3 separate regions of the Mus musculus genome follow, and regions 1 and 2 are each linked to region 3. Evidence: chromatin contacts called from public Hi-C and HiChIP or PLAC-seq data. All regions are on one chromosome and are shown on one strand. The core of a region is the stretch at or near the end of the contact, and the rest is flanking DNA. Distances in the headings are between cores, read along the strand shown.

Evidence for each region. A called contact is a pair of places that touch in the nucleus more often than the background predicts. HiChIP or PLAC-seq counts read pairs in DNA pulled down with a chosen protein or histone mark.
Region 1: a Hi-C map of the C2C12 cell line shows a contact between it and region 3, with 3 times the contacts expected there. The contact joins two enhancer-like sites. A contact is called at or near these places in 4 of 39 promoter capture datasets (the C10 cell line, cranial neural crest, frontonasal cranial neural crest and 1 more), 1 of 15 datasets of contacts at CTCF or cohesin (the NIH/3T3 cell line), 5 of 484 Hi-C or Micro-C datasets (the C2C12 cell line, adipose-derived mesenchymal stem cells, bone marrow-derived macrophages and 2 more) and 2 of 115 datasets of contacts at active chromatin or transcription factors (T-cell acute lymphoblastic leukemia and embryonic stem cells).
Region 2: an H3K27ac HiChIP or PLAC-seq map of VIP interneurons shows a contact between it and region 3, with 5 times the contacts expected there. The contact joins two enhancer-like sites. A contact is called at or near these places in 1 of 15 datasets of contacts at CTCF or cohesin (large pre-B cells), 1 of 484 Hi-C or Micro-C datasets (bone marrow-derived macrophages) and 2 of 115 datasets of contacts at active chromatin or transcription factors (VIP interneurons and embryonic stem cells).

What each region holds. Positions count from the first base shown.
Region 1 is chr1:183,677,906-183,681,405 of GRCm38.p6, forward strand. No RefSeq gene overlaps it. Among named protein-coding and RNA genes, the nearest start is that of Gm39724, 48 kb to the left of the region's middle. Within about 2 kb of position 2,211, at least 51 of the 459 cell types and tissues checked have an H3K27ac peak or open chromatin away from gene starts, as enhancers often do. A contact at or near this core is called in the C2C12 cell line and pancreatic cancer cells, where this site is marked.
Region 2 is chr1:183,579,883-183,583,642 of GRCm38.p6, forward strand. No RefSeq gene overlaps it. Among named protein-coding and RNA genes, the nearest start is that of Gm33973, 28 kb to the left of the region's middle. Within about 2 kb of position 1,484, at least 1 of the 459 cell types and tissues checked has an H3K27ac peak or open chromatin away from gene starts, as enhancers often do. A contact at or near this core is called in VIP interneurons, where this site is marked.
Region 3 is chr1:184,234,073-184,237,349 of GRCm38.p6, forward strand. No RefSeq gene overlaps it. Among named protein-coding and RNA genes, the nearest start is that of Gm34177, 94 kb to the right of the region's middle. Within about 2 kb of position 1,714, at least 58 of the 459 cell types and tissues checked have an H3K27ac peak or open chromatin away from gene starts, as enhancers often do. A contact at or near this core is called in the C2C12 cell line, VIP interneurons and pancreatic cancer cells, where this site is marked.

The DNA.
Region 1 (3,500 bases), core at 961-3,460, 560 kb before region 3:
CGCACTGAGAAACAGATTAGGTTAATTCCTAGCAGAGCCAGAACACACTCGGGTTAGGGGAACAGAAGCTTTTGTGTGTGTGTGTGTGTGTGTGTGTTATATGTACATGTGTGTGTTTGTGTGTTATATGTACATGTGTGTGTGTATGTGTGTTATATGTACGTGTGTGTGTATGTGTGTTATATGTACATGTGTGTGTTTGTGTGTGTTATATGTACATGTGTGTGTATGTGTGTTATATGTACGTGTGTGTGTATGTGTGTTATATGTACGTGTGTGTATGTGTGTTATATGTACATGTGTGTGTATGTGTGTTATATGTACATGTATGTGTTTGTGTGTGTTATATGTACATGTGTGTGTGTGTATGTGTGTTATATGTACCTGTGTGTGTATGTATGTTATATGTACGTGTGTGTGTGTTTGTTTGTGTGTGTGTGTTATATGTGTGTGGGAATACTTACATGGCCTCCTTGTAGAGGCTAGAGGACAGTGTGTCAGGTGTCTTCTTCTGATACCTCTCACTCTATTCCTTTTGAGACAGGCTCTTCCACTTAACTTGGCTGGGAGTCTGCGAGATTCACTGATTTTCTTATTTCTGCCCCTGATACTGCTGGGGTTGTAGGTATGTATGGCTGTGACCAACTCTTTACCTGAGTGCTGGGGATTTGAACTCATGTTCTCATGCTTGTACACCGATAGCTCTTACTCACTAGGCACCTTCCCTCCCTCACCAGTGATTTAATACAACTACGCATTTATCTTTCTCTTTGTTAGTAAGTGGTGATAGAAGATCTGACTTATATATTTAAACATAGATGGTCTAGTGTTTTACAAATAAGGACACCTCACTTGAGTTTTAAACTTTCCTTGAGGAATGGTGGGACAAGTGGATGCTCACAGTCAGCTATTGGATGGATCACAGGGCCCCCAATGGAGGAGCTAGAGAAAGTATCTAAGGAGCTAAAGAGATCTGCAACCCTGTAGGTGCAACAACATTATGAACTAACCAGTACCCCAGAGCTCTTGACTCTAGCTGCATATGTATCAAAAGATGGCCTAGTCGGCCATCACTGGAAAGAGAGGCCCATTGGACACACAAACTTTATATGCCCCAGTACAGGGGAATGCCAGGGCCAAAATATGGGAATGAGTGGGTAGGGAAGTGGGGGGGGGGGAGGGTATGGGGGACTTTTGGGATAGCATTGGAAATGTAATTGAGGAAAATACGTAATAAAAAAAAAAACCAAAAAAAAAAAAAAAAACCAAAAAAAACATCAACATGTCACAACCTAGAAGCACGTGGGAAGGGAGCCTGAAGGAGAAATTGCCTTGATCAGATTGGCCCGTGGGCATGTCTCTGGGGGGTTATCTTGATTGCTTTGGTTAGCAAAGTTTGGGAAGGAACACCCTAAGTGGAGGTGGCATCATTTATAGGCTGGACTGTACAAGTAAAGAAAGCTAGCTGAATAGAGCAAGCTGGCAGTGTGACTGTGTCTAGTTTTCCCTGGTCTTTGCCGTATATATGACATGACTGGCTATCTCAAGCTCCTGCCTCCCTAACTTCAATGATAAACAGTAACCTGAAGTTGTAAGACACAAATCTTCCCTATTTGTCAGGGTGCTTCATCCCAGTCACAGTGACAGTGAGACAGAGCTGTGTTTTAGGTCTCCTGAGTTTCCTATTTTTTCTTTTAGTGAACAAATAGTTTTTTTTTTTTTTTTTTTTGAGTGTTTGGTTTTGCCTCAATTTTCTTATTTTGAGGGAGGGAAAGGCGATGAAGGATGGGTAGTTGTACTATCACTCTATGAACACAAATGGAGGTTTATGCCCACACAGGAGAATGTTGGAGTCAGGGACCATTAAACTTTCTTCGGGCTCAGATGGGAATCCTGGAATATGTTTGAATATAAAACCGAAGCCAGTGAACTCCGAGGGGAGACATGATCCTGGGGTTGGGGCTGGAGACAGTTTGAACAGAGGGACAGTTTGAAGAGGCGAGTTTGCCTAAAATCTGTCATGAGAATTTAAGCCATGGATGATGGGAAATTGTGGAGAGAAGGATTGGTTGTTGTGTGAACTTATGCAATCAACGTGAGGGCGCGCACACTTCGTCTGGCTCCAGGCCAGCAGCTCTCTGAGGAGCACTGTCAGGATTAATCAGAGTTTGCATGGAAACTGCAAAACTGAGAAACCCCTGCGAGTGCCAAATGTTATCAGCTTGCATCACAGCTTAAGTATTTGGTGGTGTGGTGTGAGGAGGAGCCACTTGCAGGAAATCTTAACGTTTTTTCTAGCGCTCTCTCGCACCCAACTTCGTTTTGATTTCACTGGAGCTTGGTGACTCGGGATTCTTCCTGGCTGTCTTTCTACTTACCTCCTAAGCGTGACAATGCCTGTGCTACATTCCTGTGGTTTGTGTTCTTACTTGTAATTTCAAATTAAAGCTATTTTATACATGGGAAGAGTAAACAGAACTGCAGTGCAGGCCTCAGAAACGATCTTAACTGGGATTGACAGACAAAACTGTTTCCTTTAGAAGAGATCTGCTTTCCCACCTTACCCTCATGCAGTGTCCTGTAGAGAGTCTGGGGTTATAGAAACATCTGCACAAAAAGTGGTCCCATCCCAAAGTGCAGATTCCCTTCATGCCACCAACTTGCCATTGTTGTAACCCCCAAATTAATGATACTAGAGAGACTTGAGTGTGTGTACAGTTTGCCTCTGTGTTCCCTGCCACCACCACCACCATCCCACCCCTGCAGCAAGCCTACTCCTCCTTGGCCCCTCCCCTATTGTTAGAATGGCACTACCCATCAAACTCCCCCTAAATGAAGACATTTTGAGGGGACAGCTTGAGACATCCTCCCCGCCTTTTTGTCTCCAACACTCTTGATAAACAGCCGAACTCTTCAGGGTGCTTGTCCTTGAGACCTTAGAAAAATCACAAGCTCAAGGGAAATCAGAGGTCAGGTCAGAGACAGTTATGACTGGCTATGAAGTTAGTCCCTGAACAGACACCCATTAACCCCCTCCCACTTCTGTACCTTTCCACCAAATGATTACAGCCCTTTACTCCCCTTTTCTGTGAACATTCATAACTATACCGTATATAAACCCAGTGTTTTCTGAACTCAGGGTTGCTTGCCAGCATTCACTCAGTGAGTTCGAGGCAGGCAATCCGAGTTCCAATGTGGAACAATAAAAGACTCTTTTGGGAGTTGCAGTGGACTTTGCAATTCTTGGACTTGTCTGGGTTTCCCGTGGACTCCGGACACAATGCCATCGGTCCTGGTTTGAAAACCACTTTCTCCCAGCTGTAGTAGACACATGCAAAGCCAGGCCTAGGTGCTAGTGAGGCAAATGGAAGGTGGAAGATCTCTTTGTTCTAAGTGAAAGAGGATAGATGTATAATAGAAAGATAAAATGAAAATCAAGGCTCATCACAGAGTAATAGGGACTCCATTTTGGACTCCCAGGCGAAGGTCCGCTCTGTCAC
Region 2 (3,760 bases), core at 234-2,733, 650 kb before region 3:
TGCCCTGTCCCCACTGTCTATTCATACCCTCATGGGAGATGTTCTGGGCTTCATGCCTTCCATCTTTCCCTTTGCTTAGTCTGCCCACTAGTCTCTCTCTCATCCTTAAGTGTGCTGAGCCTGCATCCTACTTGGGGGGCTTTGTGCTGCTGGATATCTCTCTCCTTCCAGGAGGCCACCTTGTTCAGCATCTCCACCTGGATCCCCCTCTGAGGACTTTTTTTTCTTTTTCTCTTTTTCCTACTTAATTACACCTATAGAAGTTTCAGGATTTTTGTTTTTTTGTTTTTTTTTTAAATCACAGTTCAATTAATTTATTTTAGTTGTTGTCTTCCCCATTGACATTAATCTCAACAATAGTTTAGATGGTTAATATTAAAATATATATAGTGATTATTTGATATATACAATAACTATATATTATATAATCACCATATATAATATATTCATGTGTGTGTGTGTGTGTGTGTGTGTGTGTGTGTGTGTAAGCATGCATGTAGCAATCAGAGGACAAGTTACAAGTGTTGGTTCTCTCCTCCCACACCATGTGACTCTCCCTGGGATTGAATTTAGCCCTCAGTCTTGGTTGCAAGCACCTTCACCCTCTGAGTTAGCTTGCTGGCCTTTGCATTCGGAATATTTAGCAATTAAAACTTAAATAATCAGAATGGACATTTGTTGTATGACTCCTAGAAATTGGCTGTCTAGTAATTTCTTCACGTATCAATACTATTTGTGTTCGACACATGCAAGGTTCTATGCATGTAGCTCTACCTGTTTCCATTGTGTTGATGCTTGCGAATCAACCTTGGCATCACTCTCCAGCAGCATTCACAGTAATTGGTGATTGTTTTGAGGTTAAAGACCTTGTTAGGCGGACTCCGTTTCTTCTGGGCAAATGCATCTTACAGGCTATTTCTCTTTTCTTAATTTGTTACTACTATAGGCCATTGAACCAGAAAGACATTTACAGTTATTTTAAATTTTGGGAAATTAACTTTAAATATGGCAGATGAGCCTGCTGGTTTATACCTTCATCGCAGCTTTTAGGCAGAGGCAGGAGGATCAGGAGCCCAGAGTTATCTTTGTGTACACAAAGAGCTTGAAGATACACTGGAGCACATGAGATCCTGTCCTCATGTTTTTGTGTGTATGTGTGTGAAGTCTGTGCATGTGTTTGAGTGTGCACATCTACAAATGCATGGATGCCAGAGGAGATCCAAGTGTCATCCTCCATCACTCTCAGCCCTTGGAGACAGGTATCTTACTTTAGTGGAGCTAGGATGGCAGCCAGCAAGACGCAGTGATCTTGTCTTTCCCCACAGCTCTGGGATACAGGGATGTGAGGCCACACCTAGGTTTTAACATGGGTGCTGGGGATTCAAACTCAGGTCCTCACGCTTGTTCAGCAAGCTCTCTAAGCTGTAGAGTCATCTCCCCAGCTGCAAGAATCCCTTTTGAATGTTTACTCCGGGACACGAATTATATGCCAAGCTAACAAAATGGAACAGGCCAGGGTAGTGAACGAGATGGGCAGCTGCTGTCCCGGGGTCTAGTGGGGAAACAGCTCTTTACCCAGCTTCATCTCAGTTTGACAAACTCTGTTTTCATAGGCTATCTATCTGCTGCTTCCTTCCTTCTCCACCTGCTTTTTATTTTGAATAAAAACCAGTTATGGTTTCAGTAGTTGCCTCCTCTGCCATCAAAGAGACAAATCGATCAGAAAGATGAATGCAGAACACATTGTCTTCATTCCATCTGTGTTACCCAGTGGGATGATAGGGACACATTGCTGAACACTGTCCTCAAATGTCAGATCTGTTCCACCCAATTTCCTTCATGTGAGATGTTCATCAGATAATTGAGGCCTCTGCCAGGCTTGGAATCTCTTTGGCTCATTATCTAGAATCACTTCAATTCCCTTTCCCAAGAGAAACCAGACTTTTATTGTTTAAAACAAATCCAGCTCACAAAATAACCCCACGGAAGACCTGAACTCGTTGAAGAGGCACATCAGATGTTCATGCAGTTTTCTGGGTGGTAACTGAATCTCCTTCAACGATGCTGCGGCTGTAGAGTGGACAGGGCAGAAGCAGGTGGCTTAGGTTTACTTTGAAATGTGCTGGTGGAGAGAAAGAAGAGACTTAGACCTTTGTCCTGTAGATCATGCCAAACTCACACAAAGGAGGAGCACTGGACATTTAGCCTGAGCTCTGCAAAGTACAGAGGAGACCCATTCTAGCCTGTGACCTCTGGTACTTGAGCAGTATTTGATGGAGCAATAGCATGAGCTTGTCCAGAGCTTTGGACAATGGTCCACCTCTTGTGCACCTGCCAGCCTCCCCATCACATTTCTTCTGGCTCCTTCTACATAAGCTGCATCCTAGGATTGGCTCCCTGGCTCTTTCCTTCTCCCTCCCTTGCTTTCTCCCTCTCCCTCTGCTTCTCTCTGTCTTCTATCTCTCTGCCTGTATCTCCCTCCTCTCTTGACTCCATTCCCTAGTTCTTCTCTGTCTCCTGACTCTCTATTTTCCACACACTCTCTCTTGGTTTTTCTTTTTTCTTTGGAACTCTGTAAGGAATAGAAACACTAGTCATGTTACTTAACCAGGAAGGCTACTCTCACCTTCCACTTATCAGTCACAAGTTTCTGGAGCTAGGAGAGTGTGAAGATGTCTTTTCTTCCATCTTCCTGCCTTTAGGTGGTACCTTGACCAGATCATCATAGGTGAGGGCCTAACAGCCTTATCTATAAGCACACATGAGGTTGTCACAATATTGATTTATTGGAAAACAAATCCTGTCACCTAACTGCAAACTTTCACAGTTGTGCTATGAGTCTATCCCTGTGAATTTTGTCTCTACTGTTAAAATTATCCTTAATGTATACACAAAAGATACTTTATGGCAGTAGTCTTCAACCAGGGGAGGTGTTGTCTTCTGGAGACATTCAGCCATGACTGCAAAGGACAATGGTGAGGATACCACTGGCATTGAGTGTCCAAGCTTTGGAGCTCATCCATAGCTATCCTGAGATACATACAGTGCATGGGCAGTGCGATGGGTGTGCCTGAGAGAGAGAAAAGGCTGATAGCACAGCTAAATATCCCCCAATGCCCAAGAGCATCCCCCAGAGAAGAACGTCAGGACTCAAACTGTCAGTGGTGCTGATGTTGAGAGAAACTCTGCTCTTCAGTAAAGAAAGCTTTAGTTTTTTTTCCCCCTTAGAGATGAAGAAGAAACAAAGGCCGTCCTTAATATAACTCTGATTACTTAGTGGCCGTGTTGTAAACTTGCTGAACACAGCTTCTTTTGTAGGCCCTTTGGTTTCCACTCCTCTCACTGTGAACACCTCTAATGTCACCTCTATTCCCTGTCTACGACAAGGGCTGGCTAGTGGATGTTCAATTAATGACAATATGGTTGTATGAACAATTTACTTACTCATTTGCTAAAGAAAATCAATTTTAAAAGCCTTTGAATATATCAACAGCTGCAGCTATGCCGCTGAGTTCTGTGGTTGCTTCTCTTGGTCGGGGATGATGATAACTGAAGAAATCCAGCTTTCTCGTGCTCCAAGTCGGGTGTCCTGATTGCCCCAAGTGGGGCTTTTTCTCACCAACCTTGACTTTCTGTGAAAATTAGCACACCAGGATCAGACAGGAGGAATGCATCCCTAAAGTTTCCTGATTGACAGTTCAGAGTCCCTTTCTTTCTTCATAAAAATAAGGTGCTCTGAAGAAGCAAGTGGCTCTCAAAG
Region 3 (3,277 bases), core at 464-2,963:
TCTAATGCCTCACTTCAAAGCCTTTCCTAACTTCCAGAAAGAGTAGGGCTATTGTTCTTCACATTGTCATAAGCATCTATTAATAGTACCCAGGGCTGGGAGTGTAGTTCAGTGGTAGATCACTGGTCTAGCAAATGTGAGGACTGGGTTTGGTCCTCAACACTTTAGGCAGAACAGAACAGATCAGAACAAACAAACAAACAAACAAAATAAAGCTTGCCTTTTACTTCTCCCTTCTCTTTAAAATCTGTATTTATTTTGTTCAAATGTATACTGGAAGAGTTGTGGTTTCCTAAGCTCCGGGGATAGAGAGAGAAACTTATTAATTTGGTGTGTATATGAAGGCCAGAGGAGTCAGTTCTCTTCTTTCACCATGTCAGTCTAGGCTCTCAAACTCGGGTCACCACTGTACCGTGGAGCACCTTTAACAACTGAGCCTGAATCACTAGCATGAGTTAACAGATTACAAATGGAGCAGAGCCTCATTCAACCTATGGACAGTCTGAGCAGAACACAAAAGCTGGGGAAGGGAGCATTCTCTGTCTCTCTCTGTCTCTCTGTTTCTCACCCCCCGTCTCTGTCTCCCTGTCTGTCTCTCCCCCTCCCTCTCCCTCCTCCCTACCTCTCCCTCTCCTCTCTCTCTCCCTCCCCTTTTCCCTTTCCCTCGGCCTCTTTGAAATCAGCTGGGAAATCAGTCTCTGAATATTGATGAGAATAGACAATAACAGCTGGGCCAGAAGCACACCGTCGGTTCTCCAGGGTTTCCAGTTTGCCTCCTGTGTACATTAGGATTTAGCCTCTGTAAGTACAACACACACACACACACACACACACACACACACACACACACACACATTTATGGAGAGAAAGAGACACAAATAAATAACCTATCTCTTTACCGTGTGTGTATTTTCATATTATTCCTGGAACATACACTCAATGTATCTTGAACATGTCAATACTAATTTATCTGTATATAGCATATATATCTTGAATGTATGCCAATATCATATAAGTCTATCAGTCTATCTTCCATCCCTCTGTCCATTTCCTCTTGTTTTCCCTATCCGTGGAACTCTGAATACTGCATACACCCGGGAAAATCTTTGAGAACATGACATTTATGCTGAGCTCTGAAGATTATAATAAAAAAAGGAGCCAGAAAAATAATTCTAGCAAAATGGGAATGTGACAATAAAGCCGGAGGCGGGAAGAACCAGCGCACAGGCAATTATCGGGAAACTAGACTAGAGAGGGAAGCAGAGCCCAGGCAAGGAAGGAGCTTGAAGCCTGCTCCTGAAAGTGTCAAAAAGCTGAACACCCGGCTTTCAGTAAATGTCTGTTTGACAAAATGAGTTCCTGGTAAGTAATTTCCAAAACAGCGAGAGCAGTCCTCAGACTCTGGAACAAACACACGACTGTTTTTATCCCCATTCTTTGATGGTTTTCACAGAGGTGAGCGTGCTGGAAGGGGAGGAAGCTGATAAAAGCTGGCCGCATCCTCTCAGACCATTGGAGGACAGGAAGATGGGAGAGCAGCCTTCCGCCTCGCCAGGCGTTCCCTAACATTTTATCAGTTTGGCGGGTTTTGTCTGCATTTTGCAGAACATGCAGGCAGTGGTGATGATCCCTTTTATCTAATATCCTCAGCAGAGGTCACAGGCTTAACAGGAACCGGGAAACTCCTCCCGGCAAGCCAGTCCCGGCTCTGCACAAGAGCGCCCTCTTCTGTGCAGTCACAGACTGGCCCTCGGAGGAAGGTTGAAAGGACCCGTCAGGCAGGCCAGGGGCCCCAGTGAGCCCACAATCTGGTAGTCAGAGGAGTTAAAGGGCGTCCTTATGGACCGCCTTTACCCCACGGAGGTGCGCACATTCAGGATCCTTCTAGAATTAGCCATGAGAGTGAAAGGGGTGAAGAGATTGAGTTCAGGCCACTTCCTGAAAAGAGAAAGGAAGCGCTTTCCAGCTGGGGAGAATCTACTTCCTGGTTCAACAGGAGAAATGGAAAAGGATGGATACCCAGATACAGTCCTGTCAGAATCCATGGTCAGAGGGATGCACAGAAGTGAACAAGGAGGGGTAGGCCGACATGTGCCCTGTGCCGACAGAGATGGGGGAGGTCAGCATGTCTGCAGCCAGCCCTGGAGTCACATAGATGAGGAAACTGGACCTCTGGGACAATTCAACACCTGCTGCCTGCAGTGTTTCTTGCCTTCTCACTCCTGTGAACCCCTCTCTGCTCCCCAAAGACTTTCACCTCCACTTTCACATCATCAGTACATATATGGTTCTATGTGCCTGCCACACGAAGAACCCACATATGGAAGAAAACGTGTGTTGTTTGGTCTAGAACACACCATCAGATCCTCAAAATAATCATGCCAATCAAATAGGCTAGATATATACTCCCAGTGTGTTCAAAGAACTGAAGCCCAGAGACGCGAGCGATTTCTCCGCAGACACACAGCAAATACAAGAACTAAGAGAAGCACGTTGTTAAGGAAATGCACGTGTCATCCTGTTAGAGACAAATCTGAGCAGCAGGAGGGAGCCAATGGTCATTATAGATGTTGCTGAGGGGACAATGCAGATTTTAGTGACTGTTAAGGCTTGGGTTTGGAAGGCTCACAGTCACTTCCGTTACTGTTCAGGTCTTTAAGCTAAGACAACAGTGTGAGTGTGGGTCTGGAGAGGTCAGATCTCACTGTCATTCCTCTGATGTCATACACCTGGTTTTGAGACATCTCACTGGCCTGGAACTTATCAGGGAGGTAAGGTTGGCTGGTGCTGGAAACCTGTGGTTCTGCCTGCTTCCACCTTCCCAAACCCCAGGGTCTGCCTGTCTCTATCTCCTCAATCCCCAGGACTCTGCCTGTCTCCTCTCCAGCAGACATCGCAGGCAGACACCACCATGCCTGGCTTTTTATATGGGCTCTGAGGGGTTGAACTTAATCCTCATGCTTATAAGGCAAGCAAGCCCTTTACTGACATCGCGGTTGGCTGCTGCACCAGCTCAGTCAGAGCACCTACACTGCACGGTTGCAAAGGCCTTTGACTCTTCCCAGAGTGTCACAGCCAGTGGGATTGCTCGGGATAAGCAGAAGGCAGAGAAAGAAACACCGAGGAAGAGCGCTTCAATTCTCCTTCCTTCCCGAGTTTCCCTTGTCCTCACCCTTGAGGGTAGCAGACCCCTGACTTTTATTTCCTCTGTTTCACTTCTGACTGCATAGACATGTCTTTGGAGATTGATCCCTCCCCGCTCCTTTCCCCACAACAG